Linked DNA regions of Danio rerio: all the other regions are linked to region 3. A link is a contact called in public HiCAR-type and Micro-C data. All regions are on one chromosome and are shown on one strand. Each heading gives the region's core, a stretch centred on a gene start, on an enhancer-like site or on the middle of the called end of the contact. The rest is flanking DNA. Distances are from core to core; before and after follow the strand shown. Region 1 has its middle 31 kb from the start of gpr176. Region 2 holds the start of thbs1b (thrombospondin 1b). Region 3 holds the start of katnbl1 (katanin p80 subunit B-like 1).

What was found. Hi-C and Micro-C count contacts between places; a contact is called where the count stands out from the background. HiCAR-type assays count read pairs that join an accessible place to other places.
Region 1: a contact with region 3 is called in a Micro-C map of caudal fin, with 14 times the contacts expected there. The contact joins the enhancer-like site here to the promoter of katnbl1 in region 3. A contact is called at or near these places in 2 of 18 Hi-C or Micro-C datasets (caudal fin and an unstated tissue) and 1 of 4 datasets of contacts at active chromatin or transcription factors (caudal fin).
Region 2: a HiCAR-type map of caudal fin shows a contact between it and region 3, with 8 times the contacts expected there. The contact joins the promoter of thbs1b here to the promoter of katnbl1 in region 3. A contact is called at or near these places in 5 of 18 Hi-C or Micro-C datasets (caudal fin, fibroblasts, hematopoietic stem cells and 2 more) and 2 of 4 datasets of contacts at active chromatin or transcription factors (caudal fin and embryo).

The regions. Positions count from the first base shown.
Region 1 is chr20:31,725,982-31,729,239 of GRCz12tu, forward strand. No RefSeq gene overlaps it. Among named protein-coding and RNA genes, the nearest start is that of gpr176, 31 kb to the left of the region's middle. Within about 2 kb of position 1,385, at least 2 of the 62 cell types and tissues checked have an H3K27ac peak or open chromatin away from gene starts, as enhancers often do. A contact at or near this core is called in caudal fin, where this site is marked.
Region 2 is chr20:31,786,600-31,789,940 of GRCz12tu, forward strand. thbs1b (thrombospondin 1b) reads right to left here and starts at 1,849. Exons shown (of 23, transcript XM_685303.11): 1 at 1,692-1,849; 2 at 1,505-1,588; 3 at 233-792; 4 at 76-151. The coding sequence starts at 1,568.
Region 3 is chr20:31,944,478-31,947,820 of GRCz12tu, forward strand. katnbl1 (katanin p80 subunit B-like 1) reads left to right here and starts at 1,813. Exons shown (of 10, transcript NM_001006019.2): 1 at 1,813-1,912; 2 at 2,861-2,988. The coding sequence starts at 2,872.

The DNA of each region.
Region 1 (3,258 bases), core at 135-2,634, 220 kb before region 3:
ACGGCACACAAGATCTGGCATGTTTTGTGTGCAGCAAACGAAAGATGATTATATAATTTTCAATTCAAAATGCTGTCCAATCATTCAGCAGTTAGTTATGAAACAAAAAATCTAAATGTTGGTTAAGTGTGGTATCAATATGATGTACTGAGCTCTGGATTATGCAGAAACAACAACAAAACAGGCTAACAAAAGTCACGGTCTTTTAGGCTGCCAAGTGATTTACGCTATGTCTCTTTGGCCCAGTTTTCTTTAGCACTGCTCCATTAGCAGAAGCCAATCAGAAGCACAAAAGCGCCAATTCCAATAAGGCTGTCACGATACTGACAGATGGGAATAATCTAATAAGAGTCAAAACAAAAAAGTGAGTGACCTCATTCTTATACAAACCTTTCTCTTTTTTTTCTTGAGTTTTTAACAAAGTTAGCATCTGTTTATTTGAAGTTAGAGAAAACTGGTTAATTTAGATTTTTTGTAGGCACTATTATCAACATAAATCACTTCAGTGTATTCATTCATTCATTCTTTAATTTTCCTTCAGCTTAGTCCCTTTATTTTTCAGGGGTCGCCACAGAGAAATAAACCACCAATCTATCCGGCATATGTTTTACACAGCGGATACCCTTCTAGCTGCAACCCAGCACTGGAAAACATCCATACACACTCACATTTACACACATACACTACGGCCAGTTTAGCTAATTCAATTCACCTGTACTGGATGTTTTGGACTGTGGAGAAAAACGGGAGCACCCCGGAGAAAACCCACGCCAACATGCATGCAAACTCCACACAGAAATGCCAACTGACCTAGTCGGGACTTGGACCAGCGGCTTTTTTGCTTTGAAGCGATCATGCTAACCATTGAGCCACCGTGTCACCCTCAGCGTATTATTATTGATTAAAAAACTGATTGTCATTTTTATTACATTTTATCATGGCAAGTTTGGCCTTAAATTAGGGTGTCCTCTCACTCACCATGTATTAGACCTTGAGTCGTAATTTTCATAAAAGGTAAATGTGAATCGTTTTTTAAAAAGAACATTTTATTGAATTCTAAAAAGGACACACACACACAAACACACATATATTCTCTTAATTTTTATTGCATAGTTATGTTATGAGTCAATCTTTTGAGTCAAGGTAGTGTCTAAGGTCACTACAGTTAGTCAGCGGTGCATGTTACACAGTAGTATTTTGTTTCTACAGGTATCATGATGTGTTGTCTCAGTCTGAAGAAGCGATTCTGTAGGGCGATTTCACTGTCTGTTCTTGAATGTCTCATAAAAGCAAACTCATTTTTCTTGAGAGCTCCAACATTCTCGCATTATTACTTCCTCCAAGGTGAGTCACACTTTCCATTCAGCCAACCTGCTGGTCCAATCACACAGCCACTTTCTCCATGTGAAATCCTTTTACAATGCTGCCAGCCAGGCACCTCTGGTGCATTGCATTTACTGCATATTTACTGGGCCACATATAAAAAGTTGCACAAAAGACCCTTAACAACCTACATTAACCCCCAGCCCCATTCAACAAAGGGAAATTGTATTAAATATCCCTATTCAATTTCTATTTGCAATGTATAAAACCCTAACTGGCTGTAATTAGTTTCAGTATGTTGCTAGATTTTTTTGTACTGCGGATGGTATTAGTAAACACAACATTACAAAAAAAAAGAATGATTTAGCACTTGGTTATGGCTGTAGCTTGTAAAAGCAAAAAAGTTTTTTTCTTCACTTTAAGAAACGCTGTTACCTAGCTTTTGACTTTTCTTTAGCTGGATCAGAACAGTCCTTAGACCAATCATTTTATTCCTATTCAAAGCTTCCAACTGAACAAAAGGTTTGTGAGCTGACTTTAAACTTCAGCAGGTTTACTGCTTGCTCTATGTCTTGCATTTTTAAGGTCTAAATTTGATGCTTAAATCTAATTTGTACTGAGCACAACACTTTTCAGACACACTTTCATTGTCTTTAAATCCAAATGTGAGCAAGTTTAGTTGCAATGAGAATTATGGAGCGTTCACACTTGCAGTTTTGTACATTTGCTTCAACAGTTCATTGCAAAAATACAAAATGCAAAAAACAAATCTTGAGTCTTTTTTATTGATCCACTTGGCGCATCATGTCTTGTTTTGATTTGTTTTAATGTCCACATAAATGCACTGTTAACAATTTTTGTAAATTACACAGTATTTAAACGGCAGTTTACTGTAGTACAGTTATGAAATAAATTACTGTATTTTAAAAGTTGCTTTGTGAAAGTCACTGTATATTTTACAGTAAAGATATACAATCCAATTGTTAAAATACATATACAGTGGTCCTTTGCTATAACGTGGTTCACCTTTCGCGACTTCACAGTTTTTTGTGTGCAATTTTACATGCTTTTTTTTTTACAGTGCATTGTGATCTGCATCTTGATTGGCTGTAGACCATTGTCAATCAATCTCCTCCATGTCTCCTGTACAATACAGAATTCCTTCAGCTTGACAAATTAACATAAATCTTTGATCACTAGCAATGTGTGTTTAAACAAAGATGCAATTAGTGTGGTAACTGTTTGCAGCAAGACCATTGTGAAGGGGGTCGCACACCAGGTGCACTGCGCCACGCCATTTTGAGCAGACCACCATCTGAATAATTTCATTTTAGATAACATGTAAATTTGCGTGTCCGGTGTGTGTTACTTCCAACTGTCATGTGTGCGGGGCATTTGCTGTAGAGTGTGCTTTAGTTTTGTGAATCAGTGACTGCAGAAAAAAAAACATTATGCTGGATGCCAACATTATCCACACAAATGCTAAAAAGCTTTATGAACCTTTTGTTGAAAGCGATGAATGTTTGCGCTTGACAACAGGTTTTGATATATGGTTTCCTTTTATAATAGGCTACAGGACTTACTTTTCTACAAAAGTTTGAACTTTGAGTGTTTAAACAAGAGTGAAAAGTGTGAAAATATTAATGGCTGTCTTAGAAAATAGTGTAGTGAGGGGTTTTACTGCCTTAAAACAGCAACATATAATAATTGTAATAAAAAAAAACCCAAAGCTGTCTACAATGCGGATTTTGCTTATTGTGGGTTATTTTTAGAATGTAACTGCCACGATAAACACCCACTACAGCAAGATAAATTGTGCTGTAAATGTAAATAAAGTATTTTTTGCTGCAGGCAGGTTACCGTAGATTTTACAGGAATCTGTTAAGAGTGTGCCACATTTATGTTTCAGAACCATGCCAGAGTTTCTATGGAATA
Region 2 (3,341 bases), core at 599-3,098, 160 kb before region 3:
CCAACATGTGCACAAAAGCTTGCATTCATCATTATTCTTATGGATGCATACTCATGTGTTCTGCATTACACTTACAGTTTTGGCACCCTTTATTCCTCAGGATGGCTTCCAGCGTGGTTCCGAATACAAAGCGCACGTTTTGCAACACCCCCTAAAAATCCACAAGTGGTTAGTACTTCTCATCGCTTCTGTTAACATGCAACAGAGTTCATACAGTGAACAGTCCACTCACCATGAACCTGTCCTTCACCGCGCCTTTACCGATCCTCATTTTGGCCACACCTGGAATCTCCTGAGTCAGGATGGTGTGGATTGAGGCATCGAGCTCCGCCACGTTCACCTCCTCACATCCCACATAGAACTGAACCCTGTCCTCTTGCACGAAAAGAGTGATGTTTTTCCAGTGTCCCACCGCCAAGTCCGCTTCCTCGATGGACACGACCTGCTGCTTGTTCTCGGTGGAAAAAACAATGTCCAGAGTGTTGGCTTTCCCGTTGGAAACGATTTCAAACACGGGTCCAGAACCGTCATTCTTCTCCACAGTCAGCAGGCTTCCCCTCGTGCGTTTGAACTGCTTGAAATTAACCAGCAGCAGAAATCCTTTCTCGGCGTGAATGGAATCGATTAGGTCCCTAAAGGCGCTCTCGGGGACCGGGGGGATCAGGTCGGGGTTCAGGATCTTGTAGGCGGGGCTGTACGGGTCGTCGCCTTTCACCAGGGTCACTCCGTGGTTTTTCCTTGGTACTTGGACCAGCTCGAACAGATCGTAAACACTGTTGTCGTCTCGACTCTCTATCAGGAAGGTTAAATAAATCTCGTTATAATGGATATATCAAACATTAAAGATTACTTTTAAATTGATACGCGGCTCTCTGTGGTACTTGATTCTGATTGGTCAGTTCAGCTGTCAATTATCTGAATCAAATATCGTTGCCCATAGCAACTCAATATAACTGACCGGTCACATACGCTCATATAATGTATCGTTACAAACAAGCATGTGTATTTCAGGTAGGTATATTTGAATACTTTTACTTAAGTAGCAGACTTAAATATATATTTTTATGTGTACTAATTGTGACTAAATTGTTCCGTTTTTAGTTTATAAAAGTATACTGTGAATTATGAGGTGATTAACTACTTTTTATTTATGAAATTAAACTTTATTCCATAAAGTACGTTATTATACTGAAGGCATAGGTAGACTGTTTTCTTTAAATGGATTTTATGGTGACTATATGAAATATACTTGAGGAATTTTTTGAGAAATATAAACATGTTAAACTTAAAATAGACATTCTTATTTTTAGTTTAAATATTTCTTAAAATATTTTTTTCCGATGCTAAAAAGTCACATAATAAACCCACAAGTCCCAAGTATATTTTGGCATAATAACCAAATGGCTAGTAATTTTGTAATATTTAACAGCTAGTTGTTCTTTTAACCACAGGACTGGAGCAGTCCCAATCACTGAACGGCACCAGCTCAAGAATCATCGCTCACCTGCGACTCTCGCGCTCTCGCAGTTCCAAAGCATCAGTAGCAAAAAGATTGCAGTTGACTTCATTTTATCACTTATTCTTTAACCTATCAGAAATCACAAATAAAGGCAAAAGTTATTTAAAAATGAGCCAAACGTACCCTCAAACAGGTCTGATCAATCAAAGGTTTAAAAAAAACTTAAACGCACCTTCCAAGAGTTTAAAACAGCAGCAAATCCAGGGAAAAGTGATATTATTCCTAAGATGCGTCAATCAAAGGTCGTATAAGAAATAATTTTCCTTTTTAGTCGCGATCTACAGCATTCGATGTTGCTTTGCTGTAGTAGTTACAGTGGTCAATCTAACTATTTCCAAAGAGAGCAAAGTGCTATTTAAATAGTTTCATGGCATTCCTGAGCGCGCGTCTCCTCCAATCAGATGCTGAAAGGGAAAAGGGACGAGCTTGCGTTACCTCACAGAGCGTTTGTCTGACTTACACACGAGGGAAAAACGCACAAATTCCAGCCACCACATTCCATAAACATACTTTTGCTTTTTATGACTGCTGCTTCCGTTTAGTTCCGTTTTATTTGCCGCAGTGCTGATTATTTTCGTCGCACTGCTTTTTGTTTGATCATTTAGTAATGTCAGTTATTTCTTGTCACTGAGGATTCGGTCTATTCCGTTCCTTGTCTTAGCTATTGTATTTTCATTTCACTCAATCTATAATAAATGGTTCAAAGTATGTTTTCATGGTCAAGCGTCACTTTTTCTTGTATCTTATTTATTTATTTATTTTTTTAAAGAAAGTGTTTATATTTAAGTACGGTGTATCTGCCATTCACAGCATCTAATGGGATGCCTGTGAAGTAACTGCTGCAGTAAGGCGCGTCTCCGCTAGAGGCCGATCTATGGTTATTTGAGCACCTGGTTCTCTAAAGGATTTCTAATGTTGATTTAATGTTAAATCAGCTAAATGCTATATATATATATATATATATATATATATATATATATATATATATATATATATATATATATATATATATATATATATATATTTTTTTTTTTATTTTATTTTTTTTTTTAGCATTAAAAATAGTTTAACTTCAGCACTTTTTATGTTGTCAGGAGTGTCAAGTTAAAAACTCCCCTAAAACATATATGAAGAGTTAAGATGCAAAAACCTCAAAGTTTCATCTTAAAATTTTCAAAATTATAATTTTTTGAAACTTCTATATTTATATACACTAATTTCATATAAAATGCAATGAAAATAGAATATTAATTGACATAAAAGGAAAATTACTCAACTTTTACATTTGAAAAATGCTAATTTTAGGAGAAAAAAATCAGATGGCGCTTACAGGTGTTTGCATCTGAACTCTTCACATATCCTTATGAAAATTCATTATAGCCAAACCATGTACAAGTACACGTGGTAACCAACTACACTAAGCATAGTTTAACCATTTGGGATGATGGTTATATAAAAGGTAACTAAACAACACTATCAAAAACATGGTATTATCCTAAAAGCTACTACAATGAAAATAGAAATGTAAAAGATATTAATCATACAAACTAAATTTCTAGAATTGTATGTGAAGTAGATATGACAGTACTGCTACACTAGGACTTTTGACATATAGTATAGTCTTCACATCTCACTGTTAAAATGCTGGGTTCCACACAATTCTTTTAAGTTGTCCTAACAAAAATCAATTATGTTAACTTAAATGTTTTATCAAATTTAAGTGAATTGAACGTAAAACAAGTTATTAAAAATAACTCAATAATTGTGTTGATTCAGCTCATTTTAAATAAATAGTTTGAACAAGCATTAAAAATATATTTTT
Region 3 (3,343 bases), core at 563-3,062:
TTCGAGTCCTGGGCCATTTCGCTGAACCACCAACTTATCCAGCACGTTTTTACGCAGCGGATGCCCTACGAGTCGCAACCCATCTCTGGGAAACATCCACACACACACACACACACACACACACACATTCATACACTACGGACAATTTAGTCTACCCAATTCACCTGTACTGCATGTCTTTGGACTGTGGGTGATACCGGAGCACCCGGAGGAAACCCACACAAACGCAGGGAGAACATGCAAACTCCACACAGAAATGCCAACTGAGCCAAGGTTCGAACCAGCGACCATCTTGCTGTGAGGTGACAGCACTACCTACTGCACCCCTACATCGCTTGTCTATAGTGTATGTGTGTGAATGAGGGTATATGGAGGTTTCATAGTACTGGGTTGCAGCTGGAAGGGCATCCACTGTGTAAAACATATACTGGATAAGTTGGCGGTTTATTCCGCTGTGGTGACCCCTGAAGAAAAATAAATGAATCTCTGTGTCCCTTTATTACAGTTTGTGGTTTCATGAAGTTTTTCAGGACCTAATGATCACATCAGCGCCGATTGATTGTTATCACCTTTCTTAACTTCTTTGAACTTAAGGTCATGAGATGCTAAAGGATCTTAAGCTAACAAACATCCATTCTAACAAGGTTTTTCCTGTAGATTAAAGTGTAATTAGTGATAACTAAGGACCCTTTATTTGTAACTTTTTCATCTTCCTTGAGTACATTTCTGTTCTTTATCACTGTGAGTAGGTTTGATCATCAAAACCAGTGATGTCAAGCACTTAGCAAACCTCCATGGAGGGCCACAGTAAGATAAATAAAAAAATCAGAGAATGATCTTTTGCCTGCTCCAAAAAAGTCACATAAAGGCACATAAAAAAGTCAGTCAGAAATTGCTTGTAAATTGCTTTTCTACAAATACAAAAAACTAAATCAATGAAAAATTATATTGCATTGTATATGGTGGAATGGTGGAGGCCTTATAAATATTTTGGGGTTGTAATCTAAACAAAACTGATCAAAGAAACTTTTGTAAAATAAAAGGTTTTCTGACACTTCTAAGCCAATAAAGAACCTTGATTTGTTTATTTATTTATTTTATTATTTTGTTTTTTATTATTATTATTGTTGTCAAATGGGTTGAGAACACTCATTTACAGTTAATGTGTTAAAAAAGTTTGAAATAGTTAAGATAAATCTGGATATTTATTATTCATTTTCCTTCAGCCTAGTACCTTTATTTATCAGGGGTCGCCACAACAGAATGAACCGCCAACTTTCATATGTTTTACACAGCGGATGCCCTTCCAGCTGCAACACAGTAGTAGGAAACATCTGTATACACACTCATTCACACACATACACTTTACAGCCAATTTAGTTTATTCAGTTCACCTGTACCGCATGTCTTTTGACTGTGGGGCAAACCGGAGCAACCTAAGGATACCTATGCGAACACAGGGAGAACATGCAAACTCCACAAAGAAATGCCAACTGACCCAGTCGGGACTCGAACCAGTAACCTTCTTGCTGTGGTGCTAACCAGTGAGCCACCATGTTGCGTAAGTCTGTAAATTTACAGTTAATAAAAATTTTTCTTTTCTTTTCTGTTGTATTATTATTAACTTTAATTACATAAAGCTATAGTTTGGAAAGATGTTGCTTCTAAAAATACTTCAAACAAATGTTAGCTTTCCAAAAGGAAGCTGATTCATTGTGCCCCACCAGATGTCGCTAAACCTTCAATCCTGCTGCTTCACCCATCCCAGCATTTCAAGTTTGTATTTATTTGAATGGTCCTTCCTTTCCTCTGAAATCCACTCAAATTCCCGTTTCTTCCTGGTTGCGCGTGGACACACTCTCGGATATATAACGTGCTCTAGGATGCACAGACAACTTTACACAATGCTATGGTGGGTGTTTACGAAATACGCTGGGCTGGCAACGTTTAACAAGTTATATGTTGTGTACGTGCTAAGTCCTTGTTTGCTAGCAGGTGATTAGCTAGACTTGTTTGCTTATCAGCTAGCTATCTCGTGTGTTTTCATCACCTGCTTTGATATAGGGACCACTGTGTGAGTGTCGAGTAATCTCTAGTTTTGTCTTTTGCAATTTAAGTTAGTTAAAGATTGGCGACTGTACGGTAAAGTGTGGTTGGCTTAATTAGCTCGCTAGCGCTAACAAACCCTACACCTAAACAACAACGTCACATCACTGGAGGCCTAAAGCTCCGTCTGACAGATGTCTAGACGTTTACTAGGAATGCTAGCTTATTAATTTGAAATATTTAAGTTGGATTTAATTGAACCGGTTCGTAGATTCACCCTCTTCCTCTGACTCAGCGTAACGTGCTACGTGGTAAGACCCTATGGGTAAGACGTCCGTTTGAAAATACAGAGCATCCTATTTGTATCTGATAACGAACTATGGGTTATTTGCAAGACACGAATAATATAACATGTTTGTATATATAGTATTTTTTAGTATAAGTTTATATTAAGATAATGAAACCCAGTCCTAATTAAAGGGTATTAACGAGTATAGAACCTTAGCATATGTTCCCGTCTTGCTTTTTGGCAACCAAATAACAACCTTCCAGCAACCCTTTCGGATTTTTTGTGATCAAAACCTTTTTCTTTTATTTTGTGGTAAATCTAACGAAAACATTGTTTCATTCTTAATGTTATTACTTTAATAAAGATCATTTGACTAGTTTTATTGAGAAACTGATTGTTGTCATACACTCTAAAAGAGAAGCTATACAATTGAGGCTTTGAGCAAACAAACTGCAGCTGTTTGCTTTAACAACACCATGTATCCTGCCCTGTGCCAAATATATATATTTTTCCATTGTACTCTAGAGTCCATTATTATGGCCACTGGAAGTCATGTTGGAAGTAATGCAGAAGTCCACAGGCTCAAGCAGGCTCAGCCCCATGACCTTCTCAAACGTATGCTTTGTTCTGGAGATGAGAAGAACATGAGGGAGGTAAGACCATTTCATTCACACAGACAGTGGTTTGTTATGCATATTCATGGTGGTGTTCGTTTCGTTTTTTAGTTATGAAAAATATTCAGTGTTTTTAGCTGGAATACACTGCCCAATATTTGTCCAATTTTACGGTCTTGATGTTTAAGCATTATATGTAGAAGTTCAAAGGCAGTCTGCAGTGTTTTTGGCAGTCATAGAAGCTCACATGATAGGCTCAAACAAGGTAATTGTTGGTAAAAGAAGATATGTATTTCTGTTTTGGAGCATTTTAGTGCATAGCTATTGCAATGTGTGTGCGCGAAATAGTCACATCGCAGAGTGTGCAATGTTGAGATATATAGTTGACTAGGAG